Linked DNA regions of Sus scrofa: regions 2 and 3 are each linked to region 1. A link is a contact called in public Hi-C and HiChIP or PLAC-seq data. All regions are on one chromosome and are shown on one strand. The core of a region is the stretch at or near the end of the contact, and the rest is flanking DNA. Distances in the headings are between cores, read along the strand shown.

Region 1 (4,558 bases), core at 687-3,186:
AAATAGCAACAACAACAACAACAAAAGACAAAAGACAAAAAAAAAAAAAAAAAAAAAAACTGGCAACATTCTAGTTCTTAATTGGGTAGAACTTCCCTGGGTGTTCATTTTATTATTTCATTGCTACATATTTTTGTACATTTCAAATATTAAGTGATAGGCATTCCTGTCTATGGTATAGGTCACAGCTGCAGCTCTGATTCAAGCCCTGGCCCAGGAACTTCCATATGCTGCAGCTGTGGCTGGAAAAAAATAGGTGATAAACATGGGTGCAGGGGGAATGATTTGAAGGAAAGAAGTCAGGATATGCAACCAAATAAAAAAGAAAGAAAATTTAAATCTTTAACGAATGAAAAATCAAGTTATTGTTAATGAAGGTGATGTAACAATATGACCCAAAGGCAATGATAAAATAGTAATATTAAAGTTAACAGCCTTTAACAGAAAAACTATAAAATAACAATCCTGCTCTCTTCTTTTCCTTTTCCCCACCTAATATACTGGACTCAAAACTCACCAAGTGGGGACAAAAGTCAGGAAATGATACACAGAGTGCTGCTAGTTTACACTTTTGATAAACCCTGAAGAACCATTTATGGGCTGCAGTTTGTCTGCATCTGGGCACTGTGTGGGTTCTTAGGCAGAGCTGCAGTCATTTTTCTTGACTCTGTTCTCCCACCTCAACTTTTTTTTTTTTTTTTTTTTTTTTTTTTGGTCTTTTTGCCATTTCTTGGGCCGCTCCCGTGGCATATGTAGATTCCAGGTTAGGGGTCCAATCGGAGCTGTAGCCACCGGCCTACGCCAGAGCCACAGCAACGCTGGATCCGAGCCACGTCTGCAACCTACACCACAGCTCACGGCAACGCTGGATCCTTAACCCACTGAGCAAGGGCAGGGATCAAACCCGCAACCTCACGGTTCCTAGTCGGATTCGTTAACCACTGAGCCACGACGGGAACTCCTCAACTTTCCTTTCTTAACAGGGACCTTTGGGGTCCACTATTTGAGTGGTCGGATAAAGAAGGGGGAAAAAAAAAAAAAATCCAGCATTATCCCTTTACTTGCATTTCTGGACAAGGTCCCTCTTCTGGTTTCTCCATGGCTGTGACCCAGCGTCCAGCCCGGGGTATTCAAACGAAACAATATATGACCTGAACAATAGTCAAAGTGAGTCACCCTCCTCCTCAATGCCACGCATATTATCCCACCACCAATATCTGCGAGCTGCAGCAGGAATCAAAGCTGAGTCTTAAATATTCTGAGCTAGTGAGGGGGTTGTATTTCTTAGCCCTAATCACCACTTAAAACTAGTAAAATTTAATTCCCCCAAGGAACCCAGCCTGAAGGAAACCCTCCCCAAGGGTGCCACTGAGGGGGCAGCACTGAAATGTTTGGGATGACTGAGTCATCAGTTTCCAAATATTATCTAACTAGCTTCGCCCCCTCCCCTTCGAGTTCCCCTGCAATTATTCAGAGACACTAAGGGCCTCGGTCTGAGCACATTTGGGCTTTCCCTCGCTTAGATAAACCCAACTCTCCCACTCCCTGCATCATAAAGGCAGTGGAAGGGAGTGGAGAAAGAGGACGGGCCGGGGCAGCCTAGGCCTTGCAAGGAGAACCAGGCTTCGGCCCGGGGTTCCGTCCCAGACCTACAGAAGGGGACTCGGGGGCCGTCCTACGGAGTAACTCAGAGTCCGCATAGGCGGACGGGCGGACAGGGGTCGGCCCGAGCCGAGCCCGGCCGCCTCACCTGCACTTGCGTCGGCCGGCAAGAGTAACGACAGCACCAACCCAAACACAAACCCCAGAGCGACCATGTTTGCGAGGAGGGCGCACCCCTGCGCCGCCGGGGCGGTGCGGACGCCAGCAGAGGTGGAGCCTTGTGGGCGGGGCCTGCGCAGGGCCGATAAGGTCAGACTCCGCCCTTCTCAGGTCATTAATTCCGCGAAGCCGTCCGCGGCCGCCGGGCTGGCCCTTGCTCTCCTCGGCCGCCGTAGTTGAATGGTTTGAGGGGGAACGGTTTCCCGGCAACGAGAAAAAACAACCGGAACTTTCAGCTCCAGCTCAGAGCGATTGAAGAGGTGAGGCGGTTTACCCCATTTCCTCTCCGAAATCGAGACGTCGCTTTCCCCTTCGCCTCTCTTATTCTCTCAGGGTCCCCGCCGCATTCTGGGAAACTTAGGGAAAACTGGCCCCCAAGCAGCCCATTCTGCTAGTGTGAAATCCCAGATCCTCGACGTCGCGCCTCAGACTAGACCTGTGTTCCCCCTGCGACCCCTCTCCTCGCCCCACCTTGGTTGAGGGTCTCTACCTTTTCACCTTAGAATGATTTAATACCCCATCTCCTGTTCCCTCAAAAAGAGAAAGGGAAAAAATCTTTACAGATTGGGCCTCACTAAACCACGTAGTCCCAACCTAGACCCCGACCCTACCTTACTCGGCAGCGTTGACACAAACAAGCCAGGTCTCTGAGTGTTATTTGAACACTGAGTAGCCCAACATGCTGCCTAGCAGCTATTCTTACCTAGCTCTGGTATTCCAAGATAGGAAAAGAAACCTGTTCAAGATGAATCCAGAAAATATAAGACTCCCCAAACATTGAAGACTGGAATTGCAAAATCATGACCTTGCCCCCAGCACCCCCGCCCCGTTGCCCCTTCCAGAGTATACAGATGCTTCGACGAGGCATTGCAGGTCATGCAGCAGAAGTGAAAGCTAAGGGAAAGACTGTGTGAAACTTATTCGACAAGTTAGTTTTAACAAGGACTAGTTTTTTTGTTTTTTAATTTTAGACCCTTAACAGGGCCTTTTCGGCAATTTAAGATGAATTTATAATAATCACTCTAAATCCCCGTGGGATAGCAGAAATTACTCTGTCTTCAAAAGACAGAGTGAGAAAAAATACTTATTATAGTGAAAAATCTGTGATTTTTGTAATTTTAAAAAATGATTTACCTATTAAATTAGACTGTTAACAGTCTAATAAGGGAAAATTTCAAAAATCTTTGGAAGCAATGGATAGACTTGGGTTGGGTTGGGGGTAAAAAGGATTGAAGTCCAGAAGTTTGGGGTCTCAGAAATAATTTGTCATAGTTGTGGTTATATAAGTAAAATAAGACAAATTTAAAAACAGTATCTTTAACGAATCTCTAGGTACAATAGACAGTTCCTTCCAAGGAGATGTCGATTCCATTCTCCAACACCCACTACCGAATTCCACAAGGATTTGGGAATCTACTTGAAGGGCTCACACGCGAGATTCTGAGGGAGCAACCCGACAATATACCAGCTTTTGCAGCAGCATATTTTGAGAATCTTCTAGAGAAAAGAGAGAGTAAGCTTTTTTTAAAATAGGCATTGGAAAAAAAGAGACTAAGCCTTTGATTATGGTAAAACTTGCTTAAGACCATTCCTATTACACAGAAAGCCTTTATGAGGCAGATAGCTTTAACAGTTATTGCTTTTTAAAACAGCATGTGCCTTTTTGGCAGATTCTCTTATGTCACATTCCACCTTATGGAAGGTTACCAGTTTATCACAGACTTTCTTCACTGTATTTCTCATGAACACATGCAGTGGAAGGGGAGGTCGGGAGAACATTCAGCCCAGCTCTCCATTTTCCAGCATGCTGTCCACCTACATCCTGGGCAGTTGACTGTCTGTTCTTCGTAAGAGGAGTTTGTGGTTTTCTTTACATTTTGACTCTTCTTACTCAAAAAGTATTATTAAGTATTGCAAAAAATAATAATTCTGTGCTCCTTAGATTAAATAAGTTGGTATTCACGGGAGTATATGAAACTGCTCCTCAAAAAAGGCGCACAGAAAAACTGCTTTTGAAAAGAAAACTTTTCAAAAAACTTCAGCTTGGGAAGGTGATTTATATTCTTTTTCTGTATTTCCAAGGTCCCATCCTGTCCAGAGACAGTGACTCTATGATTGAAAGCCAAAGCATAGTTTCTTTGCTTCCATAAATAAAATTTCCACATTCCCAGCCTTGAAGGTCTTTGACTATCAAGACCTGACTCACTGGTCAAAATGGAAATTATTACAGCTGTAGGTTTCTATTAAAAGCCCTAACTAGGGGAGTTCCCGTCGTGGGGCAGTGGTTAACGAATCCGACTAGGAACCATGAGGTTGCGGGTTCCATCCCTGCCCTTGCTCAGTGGGTTAACGATCCAGCGTTGCCGTGAGCTGTGGTGTAGGTTGCAGACGCGGCTTGGATCCTGAGTTGCTGTGGCTCTGGCGTAGGCCGGTGGCTACAGCTCAGATTCAACCCCTAGCCTGGGAACCTCCATATGCTGCGGGAGCGGCCCAAGAAATAACAACAACAACAAAAAAAAGACAAAAAGACCAAAAAAAAAAAAAAAAAAAAAAAAAAAAAAAGCCCTAACTAGGAGTTCCTGTCCTCCTGGCACAGCAGAAACGAATCCAACTAGGGACCATGAGGTTTTGGGTTCCATCCCTGGCCTCGCTCAGTGAGTTAAGGATCCGGCATTCCCCTGAGCTGTGGTGTAGGTTGCAGACTCGGCTTGAACCTGGCATTGCTGTGGCGTAGGCC
Region 2 (4,558 bases), core at 902-3,401, 130 kb after region 1:
TCTCAAATTGTGGTCCCAGGCATCAGCACCTCCATCATCTGGGAAACTTTTACAAATGCAAATTCTCAGGCCCCAAGACTTCCCAATTGAAATGAATCAGAAATTCTGGAAGTGTTTTTAACAATCCCTCCAGGTGATTTTTGATGCATGCCAAAGTTTGAGAACCACGTCTAGAAAAACATGTAGGTATGGACTAAGGAGACTGGGGTAAGTGCAGGGTGAGGGAAGAAGAAATAGATCCTTCAAGCTAATCCGGTTAGCCCCACGGAGTGTTAGAGGAAGCAGAGACAGCGGTAACTGACACTGCACTGCAGGTTTTGTGTTTTTTGTTTTTTGTTTTTTTTTTTTGTTTGTTTTTTTTTTTTGCCAACTCAGCTTGGCACCAGTGTTGCAAACATTAACCCGCAAATTCACCCTAGGTCAGATCAGTGATAGATAGTATCAAGATCTTCAGACTGGGGACATGGACTCATCTTCAACTTATGCACTGCAGAGAAGTAGTCACCCAATGTCCAGATCAAGTAAAATAAATCAGGGCTGTGTCAACTACTACTGAAAATCAGTTCCAATTCGCTACCCTCCCTTCCAGATCCATGACAGACCCACCTCACCTCCTTGGCAGATGTACTGGAAAGCCCCCTCCAGCATCCTCCCACCCCTGGCCTCCCCCCACTTATGGCTGGGATACCTGGATTGAACATGAACTTCATCAAACACTTGGTGGCGCTCAGTACCTTGCCCCCTCCTCTTTTGGATGGAAAGAATATTTAACTGGGCCCTTGGAGTCCATGGGTTCTGTAACCACAGATTCCACCAGCTGTGTGTTGAAAATATTCAGAAAAAAATTTCCTAAAAGCAAAACTTGATTTAGCTGCAGGAAGGCAGCTGTGTACTTACATAGCATTTACGGTGTATGAGGGTCTATAAGTAATCTAGAAAAGTATATGAGAGGATGTGCATAGGTTATATACAAATACTAGGACATTTTACATAAGGGACTTGAGTGTTCAATTTTTGGTATGGGGGTCCTGGAACCAGAGGATACCCAGGGAGGACTGACTTACTAAAGGGAAATGCTATTTAAATGTACAGTATCACAGAATCTATAATACCTACAGACATTATTCCTTAGTATTTTTCTACCACCCATTTTTCACTCTCCCCCCCACTTCATCTGCCTGTGCCTCCCTACTTTGCTTTTTTTTTTTTTGGGGCCGCTCCTGCGGCATATGAAGGTTCCCAGGCTAGGGGTCGAATCGGAGCTGTAGCTACCGGCCTACGCCAGAGCCACAGCAACGCGGGATCCGAGCCGCATCTGCAACCTACACCACAGCTCACGGCAACGCCGGATCGTTAACCCACTGAGCAAGGGCAGGGACCGAACCCGCAACCTCATGGTTCCTAGTCGGATTCGTTAACCACTGCGCCACGACAGGAACTCCCCTACCTTGCATTTTGAGCACAAAATGGGCACTTGAATGGTGCAGAACAGACAACACAAACCATGCTTCTGTTATCTCCCAATTTTTTTTCTCTAGCTGCTGCCAAAGACAGTGGGCCCAGGCCAAGGGCTCAGATTTAGTCCCTTATAAAGTAACCACTCTTTAGTGGGGGGAAGCAATAAGCTTATTCAGGCACCTTCCTGCTTTCCATTCCTCTACCCCACACGTGGGCACACAAAGAACTGAAGCAGAGGTGGCAGTGGGGGGGATAGGCTCCGTATGTCCAAAGTCCCGGGTCACCTCGGCCTGGCGTCCGTCTAACTCAGCTGCAGATGAGAAGATGGGCGGGGAGCAGAGCCCTCCCCCCCACATCCCTGGGCTGGGTGCCTGTCAGGCCGCATCTGCTCCAAATTTATAGCTCCTCCTTGGGCCGCCGCCGGCCTCTCCACGGCCTCTTTACCAAGTGCAGACCCAGCTGAGACCCCTCCCGCGGGGAGAGGGAGGACACACCCGCGCCGGCCCCGGGCTGGGGGCGGGGAGCAGGTGTGAAGCGGGGGTCGCAGCAGCGCGCGCTGTCACCCTCCATCGCACCGCGGAGACCCAGCTTCACCCCAAGGTTCACACAAAGGGGCTGAGGCTAGACCGAGGGCGGCTCATTACCCCGATTGGCCGGGGAGCGGGTGATGAAAGAGGGTCAGCGGGGGAGGGCCACTCGCCAAATCGCGGTGCGCAGACCCCCGGCAGGAGCGCGCGAGGGTGGAGGCGCGAGGCCTGCACAGTGGAGAGTGGTCCAGTTGCAGCCAAGATCCGAGCTTCTCCAAATCACCCAACCCGTTGCCAATCTGGGACCCCGTGGCCGGGCGGGAGGAGGAGCCAGGAAACAACAAGAGGCCCTTGGGGCCTGGGGAGGGGAAGCCGTGCCGGGGGAGCACACGCCCCGCGGGTGGGTTGATTGCCTATTGTCCGTGTCCCGCCCCCGCGCCCCGCGCCCGGCGCCGGGTTGCCGCCCCTAGCGCTCTGATGGCTGTACGCTTTCCTCTTGCCGGCATTGTCGGTTCGCGGTGAACAGCTAGAGCCGCGGACGCTTGCGGGGGAAAGGGTCTTTCACAGAGGGAGAGGAGAGAAGAAAAGAGGCTGCACAGAAAAGCACTAGCCTGTCTCCAGCGTGGTCCCTCACTCGTGTCCACGGTTCAGAGAACTTTCACGCACTCCCCTCCCAGGCCCCAAATGCTCCGTCTTCTCAGACTGACGACTCTCTTCTCTAGCCCGAACTGTTTCGAGAGAGATGCCCTGTTTTAATTTAATTTTATTTTCCTGGTCAGTGGATGCCTTTGTCTAGGCTCCGGAATGCCGAAGTAAAAGAACTGGCTAGAGAAGGGCGAAGGCAGGGAACTAAACGAAAAACGCTAGATTGTGACGGCCCCTTACACGCATCCACCTGCTCCCTAAGCCTGGGGTGTTTTCAGTCCCAGGAAATTCGCACCGCTTTTTAGGGCTTTGTTTCATGCTCCTCTTTGTCATACTATCACATTCCCGGGGAGATGGGCACCCCTGGGAAAGGACCTGAAGAGGGACAAGAAAAAGTTTGGGCCAGCGAGGTCCAGTGATAAAGGGCCCCACCACTGAAAGTTGGGACCAAGGGAGGTTTAGAGGTGAGTGGAATCTGAAGCTCTTCAGGTCCAAAGGCCACAGTCTGGCAGCTCATGGACCAAATCGAGGCGACAGACACATTTTGGCCCATTAAGTATTTCTTAAACATTCTGTTATGGATAATAGCATATTTTGGATGATAAACATATATAAAATAGAATAAGCCCCCATGTACTCATCATCCAGCTTCAGCATTCGTTCATTCAAAGACCGTCTTCCTTTATCTATCTCCCCTTTTTGCCCTCACGATTTTGAGGCAAGTGTCAGAAATCATATTTCTGATGTAAATACTTCAGTGTAGTCCTAAAAGATAAGGTCTCATTAAATAGCATAGTAACAGTAATAAAGCTGTCACGCCTAAAATACATCAAGTATATAATCAGTATTTTCAAACTTACCCAATTGTTTCAATTATTTTTCTTCATTGTTGTTCAAATTAGTATCCAAATGAATCTCTACAGTGCAATTCTCTTTTGACTGGATGTTCCCCTCCGTCTTTTTTTTCTTTGCAATTTATTTGTGGAAAAAACTGGGTCATTTGTTATGCAGAATTTGCCACAGTCTGAATTTTGTTGAATGTATCCCCATGGTGTCATTTAACATGTTCTTCTGCCCCTATATTTCCTGTAAATTGGTTGTTAGATATAGAGGCTTGATCGATTAATCCTTGATACTTTTTTTTGCAAGAATACTTCATAGGGGATATTATATAATTGTGTCAGGAGTAATGTCTGTTTATCTGTTTTGTTGTTGTTGTTATATTGGTATCTAGTAAAGGTCATTGCCCGGATCCACTATTTTGTTAGGGATTGCCAAATTGTGGCATTCTAATTCTGTGATTCCATCTTCATTTATTAGCTGGAATACTTCTCCATACTACCTGCCATCAACTGTGTGGTTACACTGAGATTTCTTTCCAAATAGAAAAGGTACGTTAGTGCTTGATTATTTTCCTTTAGCTGTTATTTCTCAAAAATAATGAGCTAATTCCTTAGCATCCTCTAAAGGTGAGCAATGATTTTTTGAAAAACCATTATAAACTCATGGATTTAAATATATTTGATATATTTCACACCATGTTTATTTTAAAATTAGGAGATACTCCATTAAAAATACTGACCATGGCTTCTCCTATGGATCATCTGGCAATTCTGAGCCCTTTACCCTTTTCTAGACATGGTTAGAGCAGTCTGTGGGTGAAGTGCACAGCCCTCTTTAGTGGGCATTTATTCTTGTCCTGGTCTGTTCAGATCTTTTCTGAAAACTTACACTGCAGGTGTGAGTTTGTAAACCAGATTCAATTCTCTTGTTCATCTTATGGATAAGAGAATTGGTGAAGTAACTGACCTACCCGGGACTAGTAGGCAAGTCTCCTGGTTGCCTCTTCTGAGAGAACCAGTTGGACTCTGCCTTACCTTTATTTATTTATTTATTTTTCCATCTTTTGTCCTTTTAGGGCCACACCC
Region 3 (4,558 bases), core at 537-3,036, 110 kb after region 1:
CCCCCGCCCCCGAGGCCCGCTTCCCCGCCTTCTCTCTGCCTCTGGTTCGCTGCCCCAGGCCGGGCGGCCGGTTACCTTGATGCGCTCCCGGCACTGGGACGGGGTCCGCTCGTAGCCCAGCTCGGCCAGGGCCCGGGACACGCGCTCGTACATGGCTGGCCCGGGGGCCTTGCTGCCGAACACCGTGCCGGCTCCCTCCAGCTGCTGGTACCGCGCCTCCACCAGCCGCTCGTTGCCCCACACTGCGATGAGCGCGTTCGTCTCGGCTGGCGTCCACGACATGCCCCGGCAGGCGGCGGCGGCGGCTGCCGCAGCCCCGCCACCGCCGCCACCAGGGGAGAAGGAGACCGAGGACGAGGCGGCGCTGCGGCCCCCCAGCCCCAGCCCGAGACCCCCGGACGCCGCTGCCCCCGAGCCCGCTGCACCGCCTGGCCCGAGCGGGGAGGCACCCCGAGGCGTAGAAGGGTCGGACAGCGAGGGATTTCCGTCGCTCAGGCCACCAGGAGAAGCCGGGGAGAGCACCTCCATCTTCGGGATTTTTAGCGGCGAGTTGGCGGGCAGCTCCGAGCCACAGGGCGCAGCCATCTTCCAAGCGGCCGCCGCTGCACCGCCCGGAAGTGACGCGTCCGCGCATCCGGCCGCCGCGGACTCCGGGGCTGCCCTCGGGCCTGCCTCGCCTGCAGACTGGCGGGTGTGGGCTCCTGCTGACGCGCGGAGGCCTTCTGCGGACCTCGGTCTTTCTCCGCGAGCCCTGCCGCGCCGCCCGCTCCTCTCCCTGGGCGAGAGGCGGGGATGAGGCGAGCCGAAGCCCCGAGCCGAGGAGAAGGGTGGGGGCATGAGGGCGCTGGTGTGAGGAACAGATTGGAGCCTTCCCACTTCCTCTCCAATCTCAGCCCCCGGGAGGAGGGGTGAGGCCCGTGAGGGGGCCCGGAGTTAAGGAGGACTTGACCATTTCGCTCGCTCGCTCTCCTCTCCCTCCCCTCTGTCTCTCCCGGCTTGGAAGTAGCCTCGGGGTTCTGAGGCTGACGTCCCAGGAGGAGGTTGGGGAACTCTGCGCAGGGTACATCCAGGAAGGCGCTGAAGCTCCAGGGAGAGATAGACTTTTAAAAAATATTTGGGAACCAGAGTTAGCGTTCGTACGCTGTAGCTTTTCAAGAAACCCAAGCGTATTATTTGAAGAGCAACTCTGATTCCAGTTACGATCTATTTTCCAGCTACGATCTATTTTCCAGTTAGTCTGAGTGGGTGTGACAGTTTGTAGAATAGTTAAATGTCTATTGCGCTTGCACAGTAGCTTCAAGCAACTCCGGGCTCTGCGGCAGAGTTACTTTGCAATACCATTCTCCATCCTCCCAACTTGGCAGTTGCATGTTATTCCCTCAGGGTTTATACGCTAGAGTGTAAGGAGACTAAAAAGCGACTGTCAATTATGACAGCTCTAGTGACCTCTGGTAATTAGGGGTAATCCGTCCTGATTGCTCCATAAAGTGCTTCAATTTAATGAACATTAACACACCAAATCCAATACATCGTTGTAAGGTATTTCAGTATTCTTCAAAACCAAAAATCTAATTGTTTATCTTGATCTTTAACTTAAAGGCCCCAGCTGCCTTTTCTTTTTCTTCAAATATGAATAGGCTATGCAATTTTTTTTAAAATAGCAGATATATGTGTGTGTTTTTTTTTTAATAGAGCTGAGGGCAGCTACATTTTTAACTCAGAATCACACCAGAGGATGACATGGTTGTCAATGGAAAGCCAAAAGAATAAGCAATAGGGATGAAGTAGAGAAGATAAACGTTGTCATATGTCATATTAAAATGCCACCATGACATTAAATTAGCAGTATGCAGAAACATAAAGAGGAGGTCCCTGTTGTGGCCCAGCAGGTTACAAACCAACTATTCCCGTTCCATCTGCCATTGCACAACACCAGCTTTATGGTGAACCATGGTGTAGTCCCAGATGAGGCTGGGATCCTGCGTTGGTAAACCTGTGGCTGTGGCGTAGGCCAGCAGCTGCAGGTCCTATTCGATCCCTAGCCTGGGAACTTCCATATGCCTCAGGTACAGCCCTTAAAAAAAAAAAAAGAAAAAGAAAGAAGAAAGGAATTGCAACATTTATGCCATCTCTTCCTCTTTTTCTGAGAAAAAGATATAGTCTAGCTCCTCCATTAAAAGTATGAATTCTAGAGTCAGAATGCCTGGCTTCAAATTCTAGTTCTGCAACCTTAGCCAACTTCTCAGTGCCTTGGTTTCTTCACCTGTGAAATAAGGATGATCTCACAGCATTGTTGGGAGAATAAATGAATTAATACAGCTATAGCCCATTCTATACCTGTATTAATGAATTAATACAGGTATAGAATGGTACTTGGTTCATGTAAATATGTTGAGCATTTGCTGTTATCTACTTTATTTGAACTCTAGTTGATATATAATCTTCCCTTTGTTACTTTCTCTACACCTCTGGTTTTCAGTTCTCATTTCTTTTTTCTTTTTTTGCTTTTTAGGGCTGCACCTGCAGCCTATGGAAGTTCCCAGGCTAGGAGTCGAATCCACGAGGATCTCAAAAAAAATCCTCCCTCCTTCTGTTGTTACTTCTGGATGATTCTCAAGTCAACTCTGACTCATCCAGGAAGCCTTCCTAGATAAAGTGGGTTGATTGGAAAGTCTCCCTTCCCACAAACTTCTGTTTCTAGACATTATTTCTATATGTCCCCTATCAGTCTACCCTATGAGAAAAGTTTGTATCAAAAATAAAATTTCCAGCAACATCCTGAAGTTAAAACAAAGCCAAATAATGTATAAACTATTAAGTGTGTTACAAGGTATAGAAGCACTGCTGGGTGGGCCAGGATCATGGGATCATTGTGTTGGCTTACTACAGTGGATGATCCTGGATTCCAGGAGTTGTGTGATGACTTTGTTCAAACTGGACTTATGGGATGGCTACTGTGTTCAGAATAATGTGCTACACCTTTTACTGTGGATCCAAATGGTAGTCATAATTAGATTAAAAACTTACTTGAGGAGTTCCTGCTGTGGTTCAACAGGATCAAAGGGTGTCTGCAGTGGCAGGGATGCAGGTTGGATCCCCTGCCAGCTGCAATGGGTTAAGGACCTGGTGTTGCCTCAGCTGTGGCTTAGGTGGAAACTCCGGCTGGGATTCCATCGCTAGCCTGGGAACTCCATATGCCACTAGGCAGCCAAAAAAACAAAACAAAACAAAAAAACTTACTTGAAGGATAACATATGAAATGTCCCAAGAGAGTACAGAACAATACAAATATTCCACCTGTAAACTATCCACACCCCTTTAACTGTATCTTCCCCTCATCGATTTCCTCCACAATCTGTATCAAGTTTGTTTTACCAGGTTTTATATGAAGCCTCCCCAATCAGTTGGACAGAACACCTCTATCTAATACACTCATACAACTTAGCCCTTCATGTTAATATTTTCTATCTCAAAAGCTTTGTTAATTCATTTGCAGACTCTTTCACTGTGTTTTATGACTATCAGTATGTTTGTTGCTTTATCTTTTTTCCTTTCACATTCCATATTAAGTCCTGTTACCTCAGCCTCTAAACTATTTCCTAAATTTGACTACTTCCCAACCCTGGTCCCAGCCTCCCTCATGTCTTTACTGGACAACTGGACTTGCAGCTTACATACTTGCCTGCTTACACTGTAGCCAAAGTGAAACTGGTATTTTAAAACATTTTTCTTGTGAACTATAACATGCCTATATAAGAGTACATAAAACATTCATGTACAACTACTATGTGAATTATTATAAAGCAAATCTTGTATAACTACCACCCAAGTCAGAAAATAGAATGTAGCCAGAACTCTAGAAGCTTTGCCCTACAATCCCTTACCAACATTATCCCTTAGCTCCCTTAAGATAACTGCTATCTTGACTTGCCTTTCTTGTAGTTTTTATCACTTTATTATATGTCACGAAAAGTTTTGAATTTTTTGGAAATGAAATCACATGTATTCTGGGTCTGGCTTCTTTCATTCAATATTATGTTTTAATTAAGATTCATCTGTATGAGGCTGCAGTTATTCATTTTTGTTGCTGTAAAATACTGTTTTATGAATATCTCATATTTTATTTATCCTCCTATTGTTGAATCTTTGGGTTGTTTCTAAATTAGGATTTTATGAATAATGCTGCTGTAAATATTCTTGTACATGTCTCCTAGTGCGTATGTGCAAGTATCTCTGCAGAGTATATACCTCCCCCTCCCTTCTTTTCTCCCTTCTTTCCATGTGGATACACAATTATTCCAATTCCATTTACTGAAAAGACTGTCCTTTCCTGTCCTTCCCTCGCTTGCAATCAAGCGTCCGTATGTACATGGGTCTATTTCTGGGCTCTTCTATTACATCAGTCTATTTACCTGTTTTTCTATTTGTGTTCCTTGTGGTACTATCACACTGCCTTAAGTGGGTCACACCAGCTTTATATTAAGTCATATTAGGTACAGAAACTTCCTCCTCAAATGTAAATTGGTGCAGCCACTATGGAACATAGTATGAGAGCTCC

The links. Hi-C and Micro-C count contacts between places; a contact is called where the count stands out from the background. HiChIP or PLAC-seq counts read pairs in DNA pulled down with a chosen protein or histone mark.
Region 2: a contact with region 1 is called in a Hi-C map of skeletal muscle, with 4 times the contacts expected there. The contact joins the enhancer-like site here to the promoter of SPA17 in region 1. A contact is called at or near these places in 4 of 5 promoter capture datasets (fetal skeletal muscle, liver and skeletal muscle), 27 of 47 Hi-C or Micro-C datasets (adipose tissue, alveolar macrophages, blood and 14 more) and 2 of 2 datasets of contacts at active chromatin or transcription factors (alveolar macrophages and skeletal muscle).
Region 3: a contact with region 1 is called in an H3K27ac HiChIP or PLAC-seq map of alveolar macrophages. The contact joins the promoter of MSANTD2 here to the promoter of SPA17 in region 1. A contact is called at or near these places in 3 of 5 promoter capture datasets (fetal liver, fetal skeletal muscle and liver), 1 of 47 Hi-C or Micro-C datasets (liver) and 2 of 2 datasets of contacts at active chromatin or transcription factors (alveolar macrophages and skeletal muscle).

What each region holds. Positions count from the first base shown.
Region 1 is chr9:51,916,980-51,921,537 of Sscrofa11.1, forward strand. It overlaps SPA17 (sperm surface protein Sp17), which reads left to right and starts at 1,937. Exons shown (of 5, transcript XM_003130022.3): 1 at 1,937-2,081; 2 at 3,154-3,334. The coding sequence starts at 3,181. SIAE (sialate O-acetylesterase) reads right to left here and starts at 1,995. Exons shown (of 10, transcript XM_013979526.2): 1 at 1,751-1,995. The coding sequence starts at 1,817.
Region 2 is chr9:52,044,455-52,049,012 of Sscrofa11.1, forward strand. No RefSeq gene overlaps it. Among named protein-coding and RNA genes, the nearest start is that of MSANTD2, 17 kb to the left of the region's middle. Within about 2 kb of position 2,152, at least 9 of the 83 cell types and tissues checked have an H3K27ac peak or open chromatin away from gene starts, as enhancers often do. A contact at or near this core is called in adipose tissue and skeletal muscle, where this site is marked.
Region 3 is chr9:52,027,741-52,032,298 of Sscrofa11.1, forward strand. MSANTD2 (myb/SANT-like DNA-binding domain-containing protein 2) reads right to left here and starts at 1,787. Exons shown (of 5, transcript XR_002335713.1): 1 at 76-1,787.